Regions from separate parts of the Zea mays genome. Here region 1 is linked to region 2. A link is a contact called in public Hi-C data. All regions are on one chromosome and are shown on one strand. Each heading gives the region's core, a stretch centred on a gene start, on an enhancer-like site or on the middle of the called end of the contact. The rest is flanking DNA. Distances are from core to core; before and after follow the strand shown.

What was found. A called contact is a pair of places that touch in the nucleus more often than the background predicts.
Region 1: a Hi-C map of leaf shows a contact between it and region 2, with 2.7 times the contacts expected there. The contact joins the enhancer-like site here to the promoter of LOC100216929 in region 2. A contact is called at or near these places in 6 of 25 Hi-C or Micro-C datasets (bundle sheath, ear, endosperm and 2 more).

The regions. Positions count from the first base shown.
Region 1 is chr9:81,826,907-81,829,606 of Zm-B73-REFERENCE-NAM-5.0, forward strand. It overlaps the pseudogene LOC103640039. Among protein-coding and RNA genes, the nearest start is that of LOC103638598, 80 kb to the right of the region's middle. Within about 2 kb of position 1,440, at least 17 of the 20 cell types and tissues checked have an H3K27ac peak or open chromatin away from gene starts, as enhancers often do. A contact at or near this core is called in bundle sheath, ear, endosperm and 2 more, where this site is marked.
Region 2 is chr9:81,659,123-81,661,822 of Zm-B73-REFERENCE-NAM-5.0, forward strand. It overlaps LOC100216929 (BES transcription factor), which reads right to left and starts at 1,290. Exons shown (of 2, transcript NM_001143314.1): 1 at 709-1,290. The coding sequence starts at 954.

The sequences.
Region 1 (2,700 bases), core at 190-2,689, 170 kb after region 2:
AATAGACATGACCACTTTCAACATTATTTGTGAGCATGATCACTTTTTACATTATTTCTTCAGGTTATGAGTAGTCCAAATTTCTTATTCCACACAAGATATCAATGATGACAATGCCAAAGCTGTAGACGTCATCTTTTTCGGCGCTAAATAACCCGGTGTAGCGATCAGTCTAGTCATTATAGTGCTCTCTGCTCACGATCAATTAGCTTGGCAAGCTGTCACATACCTTAGCAGCAAACAACTGATCCCATATGATGTTTTGTGGCTTGATGTCTAGATGAACTATTGTTTATCGACAATCACTGTGAAGATAATCTATTCCTCTTGCTACCCAACGATGATCTTCAATATAGTCTTCCAATCAAGCAAGCCCACTTGGTGCTTTGCTAAAATCCACTTATCCAAAGATCCATTCGGCATGTACTCATCGACAAGAAGCCTATGTGATTTTTGAACACCAAATCCAACTAGATTCATATGGATATTGTAGTGTATGTGGTTGATGCTTCCAATAGCCTGAACCTCCATTGGTCTTGTTCGGTTGCGTAGGGATCGAAGGGGATTGAGGGGGATTAAATCCCCACCTATTCAATTTTGACTAGAAAGGGATTTAATCCCCTTCAATACCCTTCAAACCCACCAAAACTGAACAAGCACATAAGCATTCCATTTCTGTAACACCCAAAATCTTATTTTGCGATTTATAAAGGTTCTCCAAGAAGATTTGAGTTAAAGTGTACCATAATAATAATTTCCTTTCTTTACAACATATATTTACTAAAGAACAAAGATAGTAATATTAAAATGTTGGTAGCTCAAGAGTTAGAATTAAACCTTTGAAAAAATAGAGAAAACTTCCTCAACTATTTGTGAACTGGTGAACTGTTCTTAAATAGATTTTGTGTTTAGGCACCTTCTCTTAGTAGAGACCAAATAAAAGATCCTTACACAAATTAATTTATCTAAGATGATTTAATATTTATAAACATTCACTAAAATGTTAATATGATATATAAAAATTGTTTTCTAGAATAGTATCTTGCGTATATGAGTTTTATATTGAAAATCATGTGATTAATGGATAAAATAAGATAATAAATAAATAAAATTGAATTATGCATTTCATGCTAGATATTTGGGTGTTGGATATAATTTAAAACTTGAGATTTAGATCAAATTTGAATTTGAAATTTAAGACTAAAATTGAAATGAAATTAGAAAATAAAATGAAAAGGAAAAGATAAGAACTTACCTCAGCCAGGGCCGGAACCAACCGTGTAGCCCAACTTACCCAGCTCCCCCGCAATGCCCCAGTCCACGATCCTTGCACCCCAGTGGGGCCCACCCTCTAGCCCCTCATCGGCCACATCTGCGCCTGTGTTTCACTTCCACGTGGACCCGAACTGGTCAGGCGTTCGATGAACCGGGTGAGCCTACTCGGTCAGTTGGTGTGGCGCGCGTGCGCCGTGCTCTGTCTCACTGGGTAGTGGGGCTCAGCCAAGTCCTATGCGTCAATGCGCATGTATTTGGTCGCTTACATGTGGGACCACGCTACCAGAAGCTTCGTTCCCGTTATCTCAACGAATCCACTCCATACTCACTGATACGCGGAGCCCACCGACCGACCCCGTTCACCACCGCTTTTACACACTTGGCTGACCACCATGTGGGGCCACGTGACCAGAACCTTCTTCCTTGGGTTGTGACGAACAACACCATGTGACCAAAGTGGAGTTCGTTTAGGATTGAGCCGGTCGCAATCGGATTTGTCCCGAACTCTTCCTTTCCCCTTGGTGCTATATGTTGGTGCCTTTTCGGGTGCCAATCACTGCGTGAGATCCGGTGGCGGTGCTCTCTGCACAGGCGCGGACGGTTCGCGGCTAAGGGTCGGACGGTCCGCGAACTGGGGCAGGCCTAGGGTTTCCTGCCTGATGGGTCGGACGGTCCGTACCTACAGGCCGGACGGTCCGCGCGTGCGCAGGGGCGGTGAAGCTCGCCGGCGGCGCCTAGATCTCGCGCCCGGGAGGGACCCCTTCGGGGAGGAGAGATCCTAGGTGTTGTCTAGGCTCGACAGACCGACCTAGACTCCTCTAATCGACGTAGAGTCGAAGAGAAGCAGAGAATTTGGGATTGGAAGGCTAAACTAGAACTAAACTAAAACTACTCCTAAATGTACAAGAAATAAATGCGAGATAAATTGATAGTTGATTCGATTGATGATGTTTAATCGGACGTATTCCTCTGTATTTATATAGGAGGGGGGCTGGATCCGTAACAAACAAATCTCCCGAGTTAATTCCACGAATCTAGCCAACAACAATAGCAAGAAACTCGGAACCCTAATTGGCTCTGCGCACGCGGGGACCGTCCGGACCACCAGTGCGGATCGTCTGGACCGTGGACCGTCCGGCCCTAGGGCCGGACCATCCGGTCTTCTCTTTTGGGGCTCAACATATGCCCCCTACCTTTTGGTGAAGCTGAGCGAACCAAAAGCAACTAACACGATGTGATCACATCGGTTTCCTTAGGTATCTTGCCACATACTAGGATGATACTGTTTGAGGAAACGCCCGTTTAAAGCCTTGGGCATGTCTTTGCCTTGTAATGTTTGCAACAAGTAGGCGTTACCGGACATCACCTGCGTGACTCTATAAGGGCCTTCCTAGCTTGGCGACCACTTCCCAAACTTCCAGTCTT
Region 2 (2,700 bases), core at 40-2,539:
AATTGAATCACTACCTAGACTGAACCACCTTCCCTCAGCTGAGGAGGACCAAGAGAAATGTGGTAGCGGACAAAAAAAAATCTTCAGATGAGCTGTTGAAAATTTTCTTTTGGTCATGGCTAGGAAGGAACTACAAAAGCACCATTGGGAAGAAGAAAGCATGGCATCCCCAAAAGAAGTGCCTTCAGCGAATGCCGAAAAGGAAAGCAGCATTTCCCCGTTTGCGGTAAATCAAGCTTCCGTTTCCCTGGCCCGACAACAGACGAGCCTAAAACAGAGCCACCCGCCAAGCATAGCAATGGGTGACCCAAGACGAAAACGGAGCTCAAAGCAAGGAAGGACAGCTCCAAATCCAACGGCATATAGGAGCATCCAAAGATCGGCGGCCCACCGAACCAACGAAACCGCTACATTGCGTCCCGAGTGGCTAAAACGAAGGAGTGCGCTGTCCCCAGCCTCAGTAGTTCTACAGAGACGCTCCAAGTCCCAACAAAAGCGAAGATGAGTCTCCTGCTAGATTTGTGTAATTCTAACCGAAACCACCAAGCACGACTACTGGCGCTGCAAAAGTCTACGGAGCAATCAAAGCGAAAGCAAGCTTCTTTTTGAAAGCGCGGAGCAGGAACGGGATCGAAGCTAAGCTAAGCCGTCGAGAGGCCTGAGGCAGGGGGGGGAGGGGGGGGGGGGGGATGGATCGGCGGCGGGTACCTTGCGGTAGGTGGTGCCGTCGGGCTCGACGGTCCAGCCGGCCTCGTTGCAGAGCGCCTTGAGCACCTCGTTGTTGTCGCAGTGCTTGGGCAGGTTGTAGTTGCCGTAGGCCCTGAGGCCGGCGAAGATCTTGGCGGCGATCGCGCGGCGCCGGCGCTCCCTGCGGCGGTTGTTCTCGCGCTCCCTCCACGTGGGCACCCTGGTGCCCCCGATCCCGGCCGCGGCTCCCCCGGCGCCGCTCGTCATCGGCGGCGCGCCGGATCTCGCGGATCTGCTCCCCTCCCCCACGGCTGCAAGCCTGCAACCCCCGCGGTCCCTGTTCCCTTGCGGACGCTGCTCACCTCCTCGCTTGCTTTGATTTGTTTATTATTTGAGGGGGGTGGAATTTGGGGGAAGGAGCAGGAGGAGGAGGAGGAACAAGTAGTGGTCGTCTGAACGCAGCCGCCGCTGCTCTGCTGTGGCTACAGCTACGCTGCTGCTGTGGCTGCCGCTAGGTTGCTCCTCCCTCCTTCCTATTGTAACGCTGGCTGGGGGAGTGAGTGAGGAGCGAGGCTGGCCGTGGCCGAGGCTGGCGGAGCTGTGCTGATGCCTGATGCCAAGCTCCAGGAGTTACCCGGCTCACTCTTTTACCAGCGGCCCCCGGTGGAAGCGCCAAACTACCAGGGGCAGAAGCGGTATTCCCCTCAGCCCGGGCAGGGGAACGGTTAAAAAACGTGAGGGACCAGCTTTTGCAAAGTACGACGTCGCTCCCTGACGCGCGGGGCCCATGCGCCACGGCGGTTTCGTGGTCAAACGGGATGAGTGGTGGTGGGGGGCCTCGACAGCCGCCGTCTCGTCAGAGCGCAATCATCACGCCCAAGCGGGTGGTTCGCGCGAGCCGGACCGGCGGACCGCGGCCGAGCTCACCCGGGGGCCGGGACGGTGGCGTGGCTTTGGCGCGTGCCAGAGGAGGGACCCCGCGCGGCGGGTGAGTGTGGGAAACGGCCTCGGGATCCGCGGCGGGCGGGAGGCCTACGGCACGTTGCTGCTCACGCTCGCCACGTAACGACGCCGCTGTGGCCTGGGGGATACACTCCCAACTCCCAAGCCCTGACTCCAGCGGCGCTGCGCCTGCCGGTGGCCGCTCGGTCGCCTTGTTTGCACCGCATCGTTTGCTCCCGTAGTCCCGTGTCCGTCTTTTGCTCGCGCGTACGTTCGCCCGGCTTTGCCGGGTGTGTTTCCGGGCGTTTCGTGCGTGAATCCGGGGGCCGCGGCGGCAGCGGCCAGCTCGATGATGCATGTGTGTGGTACATTGTCTAGCGTGTGCATCGCGTACTGCTACGAGTATATAAATAAAACTTTCTTCCCGGATTTGCGTTACCAAAAAAAAAAGACACGGTGGCCTCACTCGATAGCTAGCGCTAGCCTTTGACTTTTTGATGGAAGCATCTGCGTCAGCGTGACGGTGAATGTACTCCTCGGATGACGTTTTCTTCTATCTCCATGGTTTTTTAGATATTTGTCTAAGGAAACGATGATTTTTGTGTGCATCACGTTACACTAGTCGATTTAGTGGGTGTTTAATTTTTATGGACTATTTTTAGTTACTATATTTTATTTTATTTTAGTTTCTATTTTTATGGCAAGATTTTTCTCCTGCTACGTAGGTCCTACTCGTTAGTCGTTAATGACGGGTAAAAAGTGTGGCAAGATTATCTTAGCGCGTGAAAAATTGTGGCCCAGAATTTAAACGCCTAACCTTAAACACCTTAGACAAGTGTGGCATAAAATTCTGTGGCAATTTTTGACACCATAGGTATACAACCAAATAGCTTTCTAGAGGAATTTTTGGCAAAAAATTGCGCAATTTTTTTGGCACATAGGTATAGATTCGTCGTTGCATATCTCGCAAAATGCAATGTGTCGCCCGCGGGTGTCTGTGTATACGGCAAAGCTCGGCGTCAAACTTGTCTGCCACTTTGCACACGGTCTTGCATGCCCGCTACTTTGCCA